Linked DNA regions of Zea mays: region 2 is linked to region 1. A link is a contact called in public Hi-C data. All regions are on one chromosome and are shown on one strand. The core of a region is the stretch at or near the end of the contact, and the rest is flanking DNA. Distances in the headings are between cores, read along the strand shown.

What was found. A called contact is a pair of places that touch in the nucleus more often than the background predicts.
Region 2: a contact with region 1 is called in a Hi-C map of endosperm, with 2.6 times the contacts expected there. The contact joins the enhancer-like site here to the promoter of LOC103633646 in region 1. A contact is called at or near these places in 4 of 25 Hi-C or Micro-C datasets (ear, endosperm, leaf and 1 more).

What each region holds. Positions count from the first base shown.
Region 1 is chr1:34,760,045-34,763,632 of Zm-B73-REFERENCE-NAM-5.0, forward strand. LOC103633646 (long chain base biosynthesis protein 1a-like) reads right to left here and starts at 1,531. Exons shown (of 13, transcript NM_001346710.1): 1 at 1,334-1,531; 2 at 880-1,032; 3 at 704-798; 4 at 485-576. The coding sequence starts at 991.
Region 2 is chr1:34,866,294-34,869,838 of Zm-B73-REFERENCE-NAM-5.0, forward strand. LOC101060998 (phosphomevalonate kinase) reads right to left here. Exons shown (of 10, transcript NM_001368240.1): 10 at 2,670-3,220. The coding sequence ends at 2,954. Among protein-coding and RNA genes, the nearest start is that of LOC101060998, 11 kb to the right of the region's middle. Within about 2 kb of position 2,033, at least 15 of the 20 cell types and tissues checked have an H3K27ac peak or open chromatin away from gene starts, as enhancers often do. A contact at or near this core is called in ear, endosperm and tassel, where this site is marked.

The sequences.
Region 1 (3,588 bases), core at 281-2,780:
CATCCAGAAGTATACATTATTACATTAGATGCATACTGATATCAGAAAAGAGAGAGTACAATCCAAGAAGCATGTAGCTATGTAGACATCTGGGTAGCAAGGGAAAATGAAATTCTTTGTGGTTCAATGTGTCCCTTGCTGCTTATTCATAAGTAAATGGTTTAAATGTCATATAATCTAGAAAGTAAACGTTCCAAAACAATAGGTCCCACACATGGCACTATTAAGTTAAGTGAAACTAGTATAAGAACTGAACTAACGCTCCCACAACTTGAAGAGTGAGATCGCCCAGTTAATCCATAGATATGAAATGATAATGTAGGGTTACTCATGCAACAACAACCACAGCATACCCTATTTAATTGTGAATTTACTTTAAGCAAAAATTCCTTAGGCTGCTAAATTTCCAACACCAATGGGTCAACTACTGATTTGAACTAACAATCTGGTACAACTCCATTGAAAACCAAGCTATAGTGCAAACCTTTCCAACATTGGAGTATCAATTCGAGCCCCCTCCTTGACTGGAGGGCATAGCGGCTCTGGCTCCCACTCATCACATAGCTCATCAATCTCCTGCAGAGACAAAATGCTGGCATTCAGTGACATGCTTCATGAACAGGCGACGAGAACAATACTTTACAGTATTAAGAATTGTCTGGTTCTAGTAGTTACGAACGATAAGAACACATGACGTCCTGACCTTTTCAGTAAGTGGTTTCTTTGGTGGTTTGTAGCTCTTCCTGGAGAGCTGAAACACGATGACTGCAATAAGAAGCCCTTCCACGACCAAGTGCCCTGGAAAATCCCGTCGCGACTGAATGTGAGACACTAAGCCGCCGACCCGTCTTATGAATCCATGAGGAAAGAGGGATTTACCATCGATATGGACCCCGAAGACGACTGCACGGGCAAGTGGGGCATTGAACGCAGCCGAGACACGGGCGAGCACCGCCGCTGTGGCATTCACAACGGGCAATGCCATGTCCATGTCCCCAGGAGCTTCCCTCAGGAACCGTTAGCGCCCAGAATCTGCCAACCAAGCAGTTTCCATCAGTCAGATCGATCGCCGAACCAGGCGCGGCGGGCTTAACGTGGAGGAACTCGTGGGTTCAGCTAAACCCCTCTCGAATTATCGGGAAACAAACAGGCCACTATCTATTGCTCCCCTGCACACAGGACACAGGCACACAGCAAGGGAATCCGTAACGAATTGGACGGCCTGGAGAGACCCCCATCCCAGCGACAGAGACTCTGGTTTGATTGGCAGCACTGGTAAGATCCAGCAGGAGAACACCAAAGGCTCATCCAAGCAAAGCTAGGGCTTCCTTACCGAGAAAAGGAAGGAATCGATCCCAGGTCCGGTCGGATCTCCGCTCTGCGCTGTCGGGAAGAGGAGGACAAACAGCTACAATTCTTCCGATGTGACGCCTTCGCTTCAGTGGTAGTAGAGGTAAGCTTTCGCCGGAGATGGGTCGACGAATGGACCCCGGAGCCAGGCGGGACGCGGGAGTATGCACCAATGAGTCTGGTTCGAGTAGCGGAGCGATGGATTCGAGGCGGTGGTCAGTGTAGTCACGACGGGGCTGTTAATATACGAGGGGCGGGGAGGGAGACGAGACGACGACGCGGTGGACAAAGAGGGAGAGAGGAGACCGATGGGCGATGGGTTTGATTGGGCTGGCTCCCGGGCGGCGGTCGTCTTCGGCTGGCGCTGGCTGGGCTCGGCGTCTGTCTGGCCTTGCGGCTGCGACGATCGTCCCTTTCGTTTCGTTCGACTGGGAGTCCGGGCCAGCCAGCGTTGATCCAATGATGATCCGTGTGGTCAATCCTGGCTGATGATATTTTTCTGTTACGACTCCGGTGGTCCACTCTCTATATCTTGTGTTGGGATTTACTTATAAACTTTTATAATCAGTGGTTAGTTAACCGCCTGCGACTTGGCTGATGGCAGCTCATGACTGACTTCAGTTCAGAGGTAGAACTACTCCTTGTAGCAGGGTCGCAGCCTCGACGGACAGGACTTGGTGTCGTCCTAAATTCTAGATTGAGATCTTTAAATCTTTTATTAGAGCGTAAGAAAAAATCTTCATCCGTCTCAAAATAAAATTCGTTTCGAATATTTAGTGAACTCATATAATAATTAACATATATGTTATATATATATATATAGATTTAGTATCATATATTTAAATATAGACATAAAAACTAAATGCTAAAGTGAATACTAATTTAGAACGGATAAATTATTTCTCTGTTTCTTTACTTTGACAACGTAAACACCAAAACAGGCAAGAGACAATAATAAATAATTTGTTATCTTATTATTTATTATAAAGCATACATCTTTATTATATAAAAAATAGAGTCACTTAAGGATATGTTCGGTGTTAGCCCACATAATATTTTATAGATTTTCTTAGCACTCTGTGTTAGGTAAATATTATGATTAACTCATGCCTCGAGTAGCGAGGGATAACATTCAGGGTCTTCTCCCTCTGAAGTTTGTAGGTCTCTCAAATATTTCATCTCTATACTTTGAACATATTTTTTTAATATGGTTACGAGTAAGGATTTTAAATCAGTTAAATTGTCATAAAATTTGACTTGCATGATTTTTACCTCACCTTATTCTAAAGTTCGTAAGGATAGAGAAATTTAGGAGAAATATGTTTAAACATATTAGTCTTAATATAACTCGTTTCTATTTGTGGAGCACATCTCCTATTATCTTCAGAGATAATTATGAAGGTGTTTGCGACATCAAAACCACACGATATCTGGATGTGATTAGTCATTTGTTGTAACCAAGAATATACCCTATCCTATTTGTCAGTACCTTAAATATAGGGTACCCAATTTTGATGGATCAAGGCGAGGACCCCTATGGCTGCCCATAGCCACAAATCTATGGCTGGCCAGCCCGACTCAGGATTGAGGCCCGTCATATGTGGTTTCGGACCAGCTGGGCTCGTTACTTGGGCTGAACCGGTATCACCACAAGTCCCATAGAAGGGAGTAATCAGCAACTTCGGTCGTAGGTCTGAGTTCCCACGAACGGGATCCAGACCTTCACATGGGCCCACCGGATCCCCGGGAAGGGGGTCCGGAGCAGCTCCATGCCCCTGGAGTAAAAGCACTCTCATGACTACAAGATCGGTTCCGGACAGGACCCCACATGTGTCATCTGAACCTCAAACCAGATGAGATTCGGTGCCGCCATGTGTCCAGGCCATTACGGTTGGGGCCCGAACCCCCTCATCCATGTTCCGGGCCCCCAATCACTGGAGGTCCGGGGGTGCCACGACACCACACATTCCTAGGAGCATGCCCAGGCAGAGGTCCGGTGCCGACACGTGGCCGGAGACGCCTGACGTAAGCCTCTGACATGGGGTCGCCAGCATTAAGTGCGAACAGGACGCGCGCTTGCCTGCGCTAGTGGCAGGTGGCGTGCGCCCCGGATTAAATACATGCGCGAAATCCGCAAGGTCTGGGCTACGCCAGTAACCCGCGTGTTACCGAGACAGGACGATTGACTCAATACGTTGCATGGGCACCCCTCATTATAACTCCTACTGTTCCCCACAC
Region 2 (3,545 bases), core at 783-3,282, 110 kb after region 1:
AGTATAATAAATTGCGTAGTTACAAGAGCATCACCATTTTTCCTTAAAAAACAGAAACTTGCCTCAGAATTTCACAGAACTATGCATCTCTTTTGATATGCCCGAATATGGTTTTAGAGTATAGACGTAGTGCCGTTTAGAACGCTGGTTCGTCAGGACCACAGATTCATGCAAAAAGAGCCACCCTAGTACTAACAGAAGTCACACATTTTAAAAACGAATTTCCATCGATTGGTGAATGGCGAATACCTGGCATTCCCTGGCCTTCAGCGTTTCCGAAAAGCCAAAGCCAGATTCATAGCCGACAAATAAACAAGCTGGCCTCCGAAAAGCCATAGATCTTCCGGATTTCCTCACCCAAATTAAGCCCAAAGCGAGCCCTATCCAAGCTAGGATAAGAACAAGCATGCCGACTCTAACATAGACATGCTGAACTGTTTTGGTACAGTTTCAGATACCCACCGTGTGCAGTGCAGATAATGCTGAACTGACGTTTAACGATAAAATATGATCTTGTCACATAAAAACTGGAGGGTCCGACCTTAAACTAAACATGATCAGTAACAATTATGTAAGTGGGGAAAGCTAATTAAGTAGATGAGCTAGCAGACCAGAGCTCGAGGATGCTGAAAGTGTCAACTTAGCTTGTAGCAAAGATCGGTATGTAGATGTAGCATATGAGTTCCCTCCACCGATTGAGCCCAAGAGGCTCCTCGTTGATAAATAGCCGAATAGGCAATCGTGCTGTTGAGCCAACCCCGCCCATGGATTAAGTGGATTTGAGCTACAACAATCGGGTCACGCATTACCCACAATTTTTTTTTGTTGCTTAAAATCTGACCCCAATATGGAAAACCCATAAGAAACTTGACCTGACCCGTCCAATGGGTAGGGTCTTTTTCCGCGTATGCCATTTTTCTCCATTACCGGGTAGCAGATGGCAAGACATGTCACTAGCTAGGTCGCGAGCACGAGAGTGTGCTTTGGTACCCTCGACTTCATCACCACCATCGAGGGGATGTTGGCGTAGGTGGAGACTTTCTTGCAGCCATGTCACCAACTTTGACACCATCACTGAGGCGCTTGGGTAACTACAGCTCCACACCTCGGAGACCCAAGCTTCCGGGAGCAAGTGGCTCCTGGACCTGAACAGTGAGTGCATGTGGCGCCAAGTTCACGCTTTTATGGGACCCCGACTGTCCTAGGAGGACATGTGCCTCATCCAAGTCTCGCTCGCCAATGCGTGAGCACAACTCTCCGACTGAGCACCGCTCTCCTCGAAGGTCCTTACGGGAAGCGTCCCAGCGCTACCGCACGGTATGCCAACTCCCACGAACATCGAGTTCGTGTCAGCGGCCAACTATGTGTCGGAGTCGATCCTCAACCTTCTTATGGAAGAATTGGGATCCTCTAACACGAACTCAAGTGAAAGGATCCATCACTCCTCACGCGAATGCTTTATGACCGAATCACGAGATGGCAATGTCACTCCCACGGACGGATCCTAGCTGCAGCTGAACCGGATGCAGGAGCGACAAAGGGAGCTCGATGACGCGCGCTGCCAAATTGAGCAATAGCGCGTGAAACTCGAGCGTGAGCTCAAGCATTGCCGAGACGGAGGGCACGCACGCACCATCGCCTGTGACGTCAATCAGCGGATCATAAAGGACACGCAAAGCCCCCACTCTTATCACGCGTAAGCCACAACGTTGCTACCGCGGCAGCCCTACTTCGGGGGCTCTCGTAGCCGGCTACGTCCGAGGAATGTAGAGCTCGTGAAGAGGTCTGCGCGCTTCCTGAGCACGCTGTGATGCAGCAGACAGACAGAGAGCTCCATGTGCAACGTGAGCCTGGCACAAGTCAACGCATGTCTATGCCGCTACATGACACGAGCACATCCCTGCAACAAGTCTCGAGGGCATCTCCCTAAATCCTGAACCCTAAAACTCTAAATGCATGAGAGACCAGTCCAAGTGGTGATACGAGGGCACCTCCCTAGATGCACGTCAACTCGTCCAACAGGACAAGAGAGAGAGAGGGCCTCTCATAGCTACCATCCCCAATGAGGTGGTCCCTACAACGGGCGAATACGAGCCCTGACTCTCCAATGGCCCAGGGTCTTTTCCTCCCACATTCGAAATTCGAAATGTGACTTCAACCATCATCTCCTCCGCCTCATCTCGTGCAGCTTATTTTGCCTGCATCATATTCATAATGTAGAGTGAAACTTATTGGAGGGTAGAAAGATAAACAGTGGTTTTTACTTAATAGATTTTATTTAGAGAAAAAAACTCTTGGTCGGATGCCAAATTGAGAAGGAATGTCTTAGCTATCTTAGGAATAAATCAAAGCAATTGATCAGTGAATAGTACTCCCTCCGTTTCTTTTTATAAGTCGTTTCCAACACACATTCTATAAATAGCGGCGACATCTAAAACGAAACGGAGGGAGTACTGGCATGAGGAAAGCATAGGCAGATTAAGCAACATTCCACCATGCTTGGTAGGTGGCCACTTCCAAAATCCAAAGCCAACTCAAGTTGTTTGTTTGGCTTTAATTCGAAACGGTTTCTATTGTTTTCACAATATTGTGTCGAAACAGTTGGCTACTGACCACTGACCACGGACAGACTTATAGCCGCGACCACTACCTATCATGGGATAAGGTCAGATATCAAACATTAACACATGCCGAATTATCATACAAACCGCAAAAGTTACAAATACAAGGTTTACAGTATGAGTTTGTTGGATACCTTGACATTTTCTCACGTACATTCCATAGCTATAACTACAAGCACTAATTCCATGGAAATCCATTGAATTCCTTATTTTCTACACTCATGAACAGTCATTGTAAACAACGTGCTAACTTGCTGCAAGTGCAGCACTTATTTTAACCACGTACCTCCTAGCATTCGGCACAATACATAAATAGAATATTAACAGTAGAATCAATTAATCTGAATGGACGATACAGCTGCCGATACCTCCCTTGTTCTTGGGTCAGCATCTTCCAATGAGACACCACGGCAGTCTTCTCGAACGAGAAGTGGCAGAACGCCAGCAGAGCTCCAAGCATTTGCTACAGCATTACTTGCATCCCCCAAAGTCACTGAGAATACTGCATCGAAGCCACCAGCTCCCGGAACTCCAGCAAGTAAAACACCCTCCATATTCATAGTGGCGTCAAGTAGCCGTGTTTGTGAATCTGGCTCAATCTACAAAATTAGGGCAAAGATATCAAACAAGGTTGAATAAGAATATTGACCCTATTATATCTACAATTTCATAACTTAGTGATCCATGTTGCTGTGATTATGCCCTGCGAATCAAGCTCCCTGCCCATTGATCCATTAAACAAGGCTGGGTCAATGGGGGCGTCGATCTCGCTCGTTCTGGGCCTTTGGCTCCCCCTCCGACAGGGACACGTTGTGGTGCATGGCCTCTCGAGCCTGAAGGGGACCTGGCGATCGATCCATGGATCCATCCATCCATCCAGCTGCATTATGAGCTGCAACCTCCAGCAGGCAGCCGGAGAGTAGG